Regions from separate parts of the Rattus norvegicus genome. Here region 1 is linked to region 2. The links are chromatin contacts, called in public Hi-C maps. All regions are on one chromosome and are shown on one strand. Each heading gives the region's core, a stretch centred on a gene start, on an enhancer-like site or on the middle of the called end of the contact. The rest is flanking DNA. Distances are from core to core; before and after follow the strand shown. Region 1 overlaps Foxf1 (forkhead box F1). Region 2 has its middle 92 kb from the start of Irf8.

Region 1 (5,407 bases), core at 344-2,843, 280 kb before region 2:
AGATTCAGTGTTTCTCAGGTCTCCCACCAGGCGCACCACAGGAGGGAAGCCAAAGGAAGAGGCGCAGCAAGGAACTCCGCCCAGTGGCGGGGAGCCCTGAACCAGCACGTCAGCTCTCTGTTTCTCCAGGGGCCACAGGGTCTCCCTGCGCAAGGTATGTGTCCAGGGGCCTCAAAGCTGCCTGGGATTGGGCGGAAAGTGATGAAATCTTCCACTTTTCTGAAGCCCTATTGTTTGTGTGACCAGGAAAAACAATTAGTTCAACTTCCAACCAAAATTATCCATCTCCCCCAAACTCCCCTAAACCAAGGTCATGGGGCCTTGAATAGGGTCCGCTCATCTGGGCACCTGGTGAAGACGCATTTCCCGTAGTTCTAACATGAACTGTGAGAAACGGACAGCAGGGGGCGCTGTCTCATCGAGAGAGATAGCGAGGGACAAAATCCCAGGGAGCTTCTCACGCAGTATCTGAGTTTCCCTCTTCTTTTCAAAGGGTCCCTAACCTTGAGCTCTCTCCCTGTTTTGACACTACAACAAAGTGTGACCTGTTGCTCCCTCCCCCGCCCCCTGCCTACCTGATGCCCTGCCCTCCTGTGTAGCAGAAGGTCCCGCATAGGTCCTTCCTTCACACACAGGTCCACTTCTTTGACCCAGCTCCACTACTGGAGTGGTGCTAGGGGTCCAGTAAGAGCCCAGGCCTGTCAGGCCCCTGCCATAGGAACCCAGAGACATCGTGTGCCTATCTAGAACACATTCCCAAAGACAGACAAGTTGTCCTTTTTCAGGGACATCTAAGAACCTGGCATTCTTCCACATGGCTGTGACTGGGAACATGGAGCCCCTGCCTCCCTGATGTGATGTCACTAGTTTTAATAAGATGCTCAGAGAGGTTTAGCACACGGTCCCTCCCCAGGCCAGTGCTGTTCACCACAAGGGCATTGAACACCAGAACTGTGTAATGCGGGCTGGGTGCCAGCCATGCTTTCTGCCCTGGCCAGGCAAAGGGCCCATTGAAAGGGCCCTGCCAGCATTATGGCTGAGTTTAGAAGGGCTAACTTTTTAAACTATATTCAGGCGGTTCTACCCCATTGTCTCTTGGGTGACCCAAGCCCAGTGACATCCCTTCACAGCGGCAGGATCCCGCACCTGCTCTCAGCAGAGCACCGCCCTGTCCCATCTTGATAATCCCTCCTTCCCAGGTTCTCCTCAAAAGTTTCTATATGAGCACCCAGGGGACTACGGACAGAGTCCATCAGCTGGCAACAGCAGGGCTGTGCCCGCCTGTCCTCTGTGAAGGAGTCTGATGGCAGGTGCCCACGGGTGCTCAGTGTGGTCCTTGTGGGCACTCAGTGTGGGTGAATTGAACAGTCACGGCCACTCCTTATCTGTTGGATCATATTCCTCCTCGCCAGACAGTATCTCACAGGTGGGAGTAGAAAGCTGGGTAGATGGCATCCTAAGAGTGAGACCCCGGCTACAAAACCCATCGTAGAGTGTGGGGGTGGGGTGGGAGGAGCGGAGAGAGAAGTGGGCAGGGAGTGAGGAAATACAAGCTCATCACTGAAGCTCCACAGTCTGATTCATCCGGTGAGCCGCAGTATTTCTTCAAGGTAGCTCAGAGTCCAGCGACTGGTACTGCCCCCACCCCCCACACTTGCAGCAAAGAAGGAGAGATCCTTCAGGAGAGCCCACATCTGAGAAACACAATCAGACAGCTGCACCCTACTGCCGCCCAGCTTCCCCAGTCCTGTGTCAACTTTAGCCTGCTGTTTATTTCCACTGTACTGAGGAGTGGAAGGAAGAAAGGGAGCTGTGGGGAGAATAGGAATGGCGGTCTTTGGAACTCTGAGAGGGAAGCAGGAGTCCTCCGGGAGCTTTGGCCCTTCTGGGCTCAGTGGGAATGGTGGGCTGGATCCAGTCTCCTCAGCACTCCCCCTCTCTGCCTACCATGGGTCACTGAGTAAAACAAGGCTTTGGGGTCTGAAAGCCCAGGGACTGAGTCCCAGGCCTTCGTGTTCTTATTTTGCCCCTGTCCTCTCTGAGTTTGGCTTTCAGGCCTGGGGTTGGGGGAGGAAGAGTAAGAGCCACCTAAGGGGGCATTTTGAGGACGGGCCAAGGTGTCTCCTGTGGAGAGGGCGGGACTGTGCAGATCAGAGTGTCTCCAGACACTGTGCCTGTTACGCGGGTCATTCCCAAACTGCCACTGAAGCCAGAGCAGGCAGGAGAGGGCAGCAGAGGCCAGACCAAGCTACCTCAGCAGGGTCTCCAGAAGTTGATCCAAGAAGAGCTGACACTTCAGCCCTTACCGAGGCTCCTGTCAATCTGTGGGGAGGGCCTGTCAAGGGGTGGGGACTCCCCTCCCCGTCTCTCCCCCAGATAGTAACAGACTGGAACAGACCCCCTCTACCCCCATGTGGTGGGTCTCACAGAGCCACGGGCAGAAATAAAGTGACTTTTCTTCTCCCATCCTGAGACCAAGTGTCAGAACATTCTGGTAGTCTGTGTGGGAGTGTCAGGCCCAAACCTGCTGTTAGGTTATCCCCCAACTGGATGCTCACAGGAAGCTCGGAAGAGGAGGCTCCTGGAAAGTGTGGCTTGGTTCCTACTTGCAGTGTTCCCCATCCTTATAGTGAGAAACCCCAGGAGTCTAAAGGCCACCGTTCTGGGTGCCAGGAAAATATGTCCCCTTTCTCCTGAGCACGTCACTGCTCCACCTCACTGGAACAAGATGGTCAGAGAAGAGGAATTCAAAGATGAAGGGTGGCTTGGTTTACACAATGCCAGGTGGCCCCAGGGCAAGGACTCCAGGTCAATATTTCCACTCCCTCCTGGGAACAAAGTCACTGGTGGGGGCCTGGCAGACGGGGAGCCAGGTTTTGGTGTAGTACCAACCCTTCCCTGCCTCGGACCCTTCAAACCCAAAGAGAAAAGATAACAGTGTATAGACTGCGCCTCTGTAGGCCAGGGCCTGCACATCACTGCTCACAAACCCCGTTCTCCTTCTGCCTAGGGCTGTGGGACCCAGAGGTGGAGGGCCTCAGAGGCTGTGCACCCAGGTACGAAGGAGGAGGTTGAGGAGGGGACTGTGTTATTTACCCACAGGGAGAAGCTTTGTACCTCCCTGCGGCAGGTCCATCTCCGGGCCTTCTCCCTCACACACAGCTAGTGCGAATGCATTGTTCTGCAAGGGTCACTTGGCCATAACTAACGCACTCTCACTGTGCGCTGAGCGGACAGTAAGCACTCACAATTTCGCGAGCGACACTCGTGCTGCAGGTGCCGGAATGCTTTCTTGGGCACCGAGGTAAGAGCTTTCTACCACGAGCTAAGCCAAAATGTGCCCTGCAGAAACCCGGGTGCCACCAAAGCGGCGGCCAGAGACCTCGGCCCGCTGCTAGGCGATTTTCCCGGCCGAATCAGGACGTTCTAAGCTTGCCTGGATCCCGGCCCTCCTCCGGGGAAGGCCGGACTTTCCCTCTCACCCTCCGGCGACAGATCAGGCGAGAGGCAGAGCCAGGCCCCCATCCCCTGGGTCCTGGCCAGTTCTGCTCCAGGCGACTCTGGGTGACTTCCACCCAGCTGACCCTGATGTGGGGGAGCTGGGAAATCCCACTGAACCCCCGCACAAGAGCCTGGTGATAAGCCGGAATCCGGGGTCCGCCGCAGGCCGCCGGGACACGGATCGGATCCGGGCCGCCTCCGCACTCTGCTTGTCCTTATTGGGGCTCAGTCTGCCCTGGGAAGGGAGGCGCCGGGTCTCTAGGCAGCGAATCTACCTGCTTTCCTGCCCGAGGGGAGGCCTCGGCTTGCGGAGGAGAGCCGGCCGGTGGCTTCGAACCTGCTTCAGGGCGCGGGACTGGGAGAGCAGCGAGGCCGCAGCCCCCGCCCGATGCTCCAGACGCCCCAGCTCCGGCTTTTCCCTGTCCTCTTTATCTGGGTTTTATAGACAGCTGTTAGTTGGGGACATTAATTGCCCGGACTAGTTTATTGATAATTTTGATGTAACAGAGCACCGCAGAAATTACCCTCCCGTCCAGAATGTCAAGTCTGAGAAGAAGCAGGTTCTGAGGCCCGACCCCACGGTGCGCAGACACTGAGGTGGGTCAGGACCGCGGCACCAAACATACGGTTTATTATGTTTGTTTTCCTAGGTGGGCGGTTGGCGATGGAGATGGTGATCAGGGGAGACCCGGGCTTAGCTGTTCCTTGTCTCCAGAAGAGGCAGGAAAAAATACGTTTTAAAAGGGAAATAGGTTCGGGGCGGGTGCGTGGGCGGATCCCTGAGCACCCACCGATGGTCCCTTCCTGACTGGGTTTTTACAGGACTCCACAGGAGAAGGACATCGGGCAATTAAAAAATAAAAGTAGACAAAATAAGTAAAGCAAACAAACAAAGCTTTGAAGTTGTTTCGTTAGCCACAACCGAACGCAAGAGCGGCCAGGCTCACGCCAGGAATGAAGGGCACACTGGGCTCAGGGGAGCAAAAATAATTATACACAAACGTACGTAAAACCGCGTGTGCTTGTGCGTGCGCGCACTTGCTTTCCCCTGAGATGAAGGACTATAGTTTTTCTTTAAATGTTTGATTATTTCTTCAAGCTAAGGAATGACGACGTTTAGAGGGACGACGGGTGGTTCATCTTCAAAAGACAGAAACGAAGAAAAAGTTATCCCTGTTCAGCTTTTACTCCAGCGTGAAATAAAGGACGAGGAGGGCTAATTAGGCAAAACAAAGTTTAGAATCACCTAGATTTAATCCCCCCACCCCCAGAGAGCTGAAGTTCCTGGGGTGACAATGAGTTGGTGTATTATCCCCCAATAAACCAGCCATTCGCATCTACGTCTAGCAGCAAGGGTTTCAGAGGCCTTGTACAAATGTTACACATTTTTATTTTTGTTCTTTTTGTAGGAAAAAAAAGTACACAAAAAGCATACCCTCAGACTGTCCCTTTGATACAGTGCAGAAAGGAGGTTTAAAATATGTGTCACAGATGCCGCACCTTTTGCGGCCAAAATACTAAAATGGGGGGTGGGGTTGGGCAGTCCTTCATATTATATATATTTATATAAAACATATGGGAATTTGTTTTTACATGGATTGGTCTTCGTTTCAAATGTACAATGGATATCTAAAACAAACCACAACAACAACAACAACATCAACAATTCTACACGGCAAATATTGCCAACCAAGTCACACCATTAATACGGAGAGGGCAGGGCTACGTGGTGTTTTGAGTAGGAAGGAAAGCAGAATAAATAACAGGCTAAGCCTGTCTACGGTGTCAGAGCGCCTCGACTACACCGGCCGGATCGAGCCTCGGGCCCCCCACATCCCAATGTGCTCCTTTCTTTTCCGAAAGCCACGGCAGAGACAGAAAAACACCCAGGGAAGACGTCAGAATG
Region 2 (5,529 bases), core at 1,495-3,994:
GCAGGATAAACATGGGCCATCCCATCTCGGTTCCAGAGACGCCCATTTGTCCTTGCCACCCCTCAGACATGTGAATGCCTGGCTTGAGCCTCACCACTCACCCTCCACCCTCTCTGGGGAAATGACGATGCCGGATAGAGCCGATGGGACCCGGAGTCCGGATGCCCACCATCCGGGGCTGTTTATGTTTGAGCCTGTGTTGGAAGAAAAATGTGAGAATATTTTTTCCAGAACATGGTGGCTGGGGAAGGTCGCTGAGAGCCAGGGAGGCAGAAGACAATAGGGCAGGAGGGGTGGACTCGGACGGAAGGATAGGGCTGGGTACAGCTGCCAGGAGCCAGAGAGGGGCAGGCTCACCCTTCCCTCTGCTGTGAAAGGACCTGGCTTCTTGCCCCACCTGAGACCCTCTGTGTGACCCTCAGACATTATCCTGACTGTGAGCTTGGGCTTTTTAGAAGGCCTTGCAAGCCAAGCCTGATGATGAAGTCCTCTCACACCTGCCACTCAACTGGAGGTGACCTGGGCCATAGAGTGAGTTCTAGGCCAACCTGGGCTACAGAGTAAAAACAGAACCGAGGACGAAGCTCGGTTGAGGAGTGCTTACCTGGTAGGCTGTGCTGGCTCATTTTATGTCAACCTGACACAAGCGACATTCATCTGAAAGGAAGGAGCCTCAGTTAAGAAAATAAGATTAGGCTGTAGGTAAGCCTGTAAGGCATTTTCTTAATTCACGATTGATAGGGGAGGGCCCGGTCCTATAAAGAAGCAGGCTAAGCAAGCCATGGGGAGCAAGTCAGTAAGTGGTGCCCTCCATGTCCTCTGCATTAGCTGCTGCTTCTCTCTCTCTCTCTCCCCTTCCCCCTTCCCCATCCCTCTCCCATCCCCCTCCCTCCCCATCCCTATCACCCCATCTCTCTCTCTCTCTCTCTCTCTCTCTCTCTCTCTCTCTCACACACACACACACACACACACACACACACACACACACACACACATACACACACTAGCCAGACCTATCTCTGACAATTGTTTCTAAAAACCTAACCTTCATTTCCCTCTGCCCCGCTTTCCCCAACCCCAGGAGCTTCTCCAGAGAGGGGCTTTGAACTCAGGCTGCCTCAGCCCCTCTTATGAAATTTCTGTATGAGACACCAACCTTTGGGCAACCAGGAACCAAGAGGTGTGCAGCTTCAGAGGAGCACAAGGATGCTGTGGTGGCTGCTCTTGCTTGTCAACCTGACTACATCTGGAAGGAACTAAAACCCAAGTGGCTGGGCGCACCTGTGAGGGATGTTTCTTAACTAAGTCATTTAATGTGGGAAGGCCCACTCTTAATCCAGATATTTTGAGGCAGGAAGACCCACCTTTGATGTGGGCCATACCTTCTGGTGAACGTCTATACAGAGGACAGGGAAGAAGGAAACGTTTGCTTTTTGCCTGCTTCTCCCTATGCTGCTGGCAAGACCATTCCTCTGTGGGCATTAAAGCTTACTTCTTTGGGATTCCGGTGTTTACTGAAGATCAAGTTAGATGTCCAGCTTTGTGGACTAATGACTAAATATACATAGTGTCTGTGCTTCTCTGTGTGTGTGTGTGCCTTTGTCTGTGCATCTGTGTGTGTGCATGTGTGTGTATGTTCATTCTATCAACTCTGTTCTTCTAGAGAACCCCAGCTAATCCAGACTTCCAGACAATGTTGTTTTGTTTTTGTCTCGCTTATTTCTGTGAGGTGGCCTTTCACACTGTAACCTAGAACTTACTACTTAGCCTAGGCTAGCCTTGAACTTGCAGCAATCCCCCTGCCTCCACCCTCTGAGTGCTGAGACAGCAGGCATAACCAACCTATCAGGCTTCTAATGACATGTCTTAATAGCAGGCAAGTTCCCAAGATGTCACCCAGAAAAACATCAGCTTGAAGCCTCCAAGAGCCAAGGGCTAAGTCGGTGCCTCCTGACCAGGAAGATCACCTGCGTCAGAGATGATGATATTCTCATCCTGTTTCCCAGGAGGCTCTGCTCTCAGGGCCCATTAGGTCCCTGGTTCCTCTCTACTTTACCTGGGTTTCCCACCTGCAAATTAGACACCATAGTGTTTTCCTCCAGCTGAGAGCAGATGAAACGGCAGATGCTGAAGACACCACATGAGTTAGGGCTCTGTGGGTTATGCAGCTTGAGGTCCCAGTGAGCACAGCCCTCTTCCTGCTTCTGAGCAAAGCAGGGCCTGGGGAGCCATAGGATGCTCCGGTGTCTGCTGTACCTCTGCCTGACAGGTAGGGGGAGCTCCGGCCACCCAGCACCCCAAGGAGGGCGAGCGGAGCATCACAGCTTCCCCCCTGGCTGGTAAATGAGGCTTTGCCTATGCTGTCTCATCCCTTGCTTAAAGCTGGGGTGTAGCTGGCCATGTTGGCTCCTGTTAGTAATCTCAGCATGCTAAGAGAGTGAGACAGGAGGATTGCCATGAGTTTAAAGCCCAGTGTTGTTGAAAAGCAAGGCTTTATCTCAGACAAGGGGTGGAGGGTGGTGGGGAAGGCTAACACCTGAGCATTAGAGAATTAGAAAGGATGCCTGAGGTGCCATAGGCTGCCAAGGTCACACTCCTCTGAGTACCATTGTGCCCATATTACAGATGGTAACACTGAGGCTCAGGGAGGTCAAGGGACTTTCCCTAAAGTGGAAAAGCCCAGCCTTCCTGGTGCAGCCACAACCACACCGCCAGCAGTGATTCATAGGCGTTTGTGCTTGGTGCATGAACAATAGTTACCTCTAAATGTGCTGTCATTTGGGGATGGGATGGCAGCAGAAAGGCCGAAAACATGTCCAGCAGTTCTCAGGCATCCCTTGAGAAGCAGGCACTGTAGCTGGGCAGGAAGGAGACCTGAGGAATGTGGCTTCTATATGGGGGAGGGGAGCAACCTTCTCCTCACCAGCAGGCCCCTAAGGCTCTGGGGATTAAGATGGCTTGGAGGAGGCTCTCCGGGGAGAGCAGTGTTGGAGACCTCCCCTCCCCCTTGCTTGCTTCCAGGATTCTGGAGCCTGCTGCCAGCCAGCAGAAGCAGAAGGGACCTCACAGGGTGCAGGCATCAGCAGAGACCGACAGTGGGCTTACACCCCTGTATGCTGGTGTGCCATCTCCCCCGCCCCAGTCTGCTTCACTCAGCCACAGTGTCTAACATCACCACAGAGAAGTGGGCGCTCCCACCCACTCCCTCAGCTATGTCCCGGGTGCGGAGGCCAGGAGGTGGCTGCTCCCTCCCTCTATAACCAGCCATAGTTAAGCACACGTGTGATGCCAGCTCTCTAGAGAATGAGGCCAGAGAGTTGCGTAGAGTTCAAGGCCAGCCTGAGCTACAAACTGAGAGCCAGTCTCAAAACTCCAATAATAAGTGAATGAAATCCCCCACGAGAGTCAAGGCTCAGATGTGCAAAGACAAGCTGCTCCCGGCCTTGAACACCTGCCCTGGCCACCCACCCCAGCCTGTCTCTGGTGGGAATCTTGGCACACACACTCCAGATGGGTCCTTGGATCTGAGAGTTTTGGCTTCCGGAAGGTCACTGGCAGTCAGGGTGCCCTGTGCCCTCCTGGCCTGGCCTTACCCACTGTCTCCTCCTCTGTGTCCGCTCACTCTGCCCTCACCAGTCTAAGGACAGAAGAGTAGCACCATTAGGGTTGAAGAGAAGGGGCAGGTAAGTGCTCAGAGCCGGCCAAGGCAGCGGACTTCTCTGCCTTCCTTTGTATTAACCTGGAGGTTTTCCTACTACAGATAAAAATAAGCTAAACCATTGTTTTAAAGTAAAGAGAAATGAAGAATCGGAGAGGGAGAGGAAGATTATGGTCATTCCTGGGGGGTCTGCTCAGCCCCAGTCCTACCACCTCATACCCACAGCCCCAACGCAAGGTCGGCAAGATGAAAATTTCAAAGTTACTTGAACTCGCTCTTGACCCATCATAGTCCTTGCTCCCAGAGAGTTTGGTCTGAACACAAATGTCCTTCATCAGGAGGAGATGGTGTAAACAGGAGCAGTGATATCTACAGTGCGCTGCAGAGAGTGAATCCGTCTGCTCCTGTTGTCTCCAAACAAAGCCAAGCATGAGGCAGGGCTCGCCCACTGCCAGGACACCGAGGCAGGCAGGAGCCCAATGTTGGGGCTCCCTGCCTGTTGGTGGACGAGCTAACATCATACCTCAGGGTGTCCCCAGGCAGCCCACCTGGGCTACAGACAACATGGATGCCATGATGAGTTTCCAAGCAGCTAGATGATGACAGAGCCTGGGACAGAGGCTCTGGATAGCAACGGAAGAGGAGGCTCAGATGAAGAGGAAGGCACTCTCGAGGAGTTCCTCTCAAAGGAGGCAGCTGGGAGGCCTCCACCAGGGCACTCGTCTGCTGGTGCCCATGTGTCACAGGGAAGGAGTTCTCTGGCTACTCCGCACTCAGTCCTTTTTGGTACAGCCTGGGACAGGCAAAGCACCTGCTGTCTGCAGGGGATGTCTCAGGCAGATGTGGGGAAGGGCACCTTAAGCCACTAAGGAGCATTGAACACCACGAATAAGCCGGGTGTCCCCGCAGTGGGTCTTCATATGTAAAATCTGCCCTGGAATTGTGTATGCTCCAAGGCACTGTGGCTCCTGACCTGGCTGCTTCTCTGTGCCCTTCCCTGCACTACCCATTGTAACAACAGCAGGGAGGACATTTTCCTAAAGCTTATTTGGGATTCAGTGAAGAATTGTGAGCCTTCTTCCCGGCTCTTTCCCTGGAGAGGAAGCCCTGTAGGTTGCCAACAGAGCATCCAAATAGTCCTAACGTCCAGCAGCCACCTCCAGGCCTCTGGTGACACCTGTGGCCTGTCAGACCTCACATCCTTGGTGTCCATCGGCAGCTCTAGGCCATCCCAGCCTCTGTGATAGATAAAACCACCCAACCGACTTGTGGCTGGACAGACCCGAGACCTTGGTGATCGGGACCAGGCTGACCCCTGAATGGACTTTGCCCTTCCTGTGCTGGTATGTCCCCCTTGTCTGTGTGTGGCCCACTGCAAGAACTCAGCTCTCTCCGAAGAGATGACTGGTCTCCCTCTTCCCCTCCCCCTCACCTTGGGACACCCAGGTCGAAGCTCTTGACCTCTGTTGATGGCCAGCCATCCAAACGTCAGCAGCCCACCCACACCTCCTGCCTCTGACGGTGTGACACACACAATCACAGCCAAAGAGGTGAGAAAGGCTAGTGGCCTCTCTCTGTTCCCACCCCCCATCTGCTCTGCCTTCTCCCCACCATGATCGCTCCCTCGAAAGAAAGGGGTCCCACCATCTGTCATCACACAGAGGGCACTGTGACAGGTGGACAAAGGGGAATCTGGGTCTTTATGGACAACCAAGAGACCAGGTTTAGGGGCACAAGTCCTTGGGAGGCAGAGGCAGGCAGATTGCAATTTCGAGGCCTGCCTGGCCTACAGAGTCAGTTCAAGTTCGTCCTGGATAGCGTAGCAAGGGCAGACTGGAGCTGGGGTGCACCACACTCATTTGCAACCTTGT

Evidence for each region. A called contact is a pair of places that touch in the nucleus more often than the background predicts.
Region 1: a contact with region 2 is called in a Hi-C map of the A7r5 cell line, with 7 times the contacts expected there. The contact joins two enhancer-like sites. A contact is called at or near these places in 12 of 12 Hi-C or Micro-C datasets (the A7r5 cell line, the Rat2 cell line, Schwann cells and 7 more) and 1 of 1 datasets of contacts at active chromatin or transcription factors (oligodendrocytes).

What each region holds. Positions count from the first base shown.
Region 1 is chr19:66,065,892-66,071,298 of GRCr8, reverse strand. Foxf1 (forkhead box F1) reads right to left here. Exons shown (of 2, transcript NM_001401006.1): 2 at 4,872-5,407. Among named protein-coding and RNA genes, the nearest start is that of Foxf1, 6.0 kb to the right of the region's middle. Within about 2 kb of position 1,593, at least 1 of the 93 cell types and tissues checked has an H3K27ac peak or open chromatin away from gene starts, as enhancers often do. A contact at or near this core is called in the A7r5 cell line, where this site is marked.
Region 2 is chr19:65,788,461-65,793,989 of GRCr8, reverse strand. No RefSeq gene overlaps it. Among named protein-coding and RNA genes, the nearest start is that of Irf8, 92 kb to the right of the region's middle. Within about 2 kb of position 2,744, at least 1 of the 93 cell types and tissues checked has an H3K27ac peak or open chromatin away from gene starts, as enhancers often do. A contact at or near this core is called in the A7r5 cell line, where this site is marked.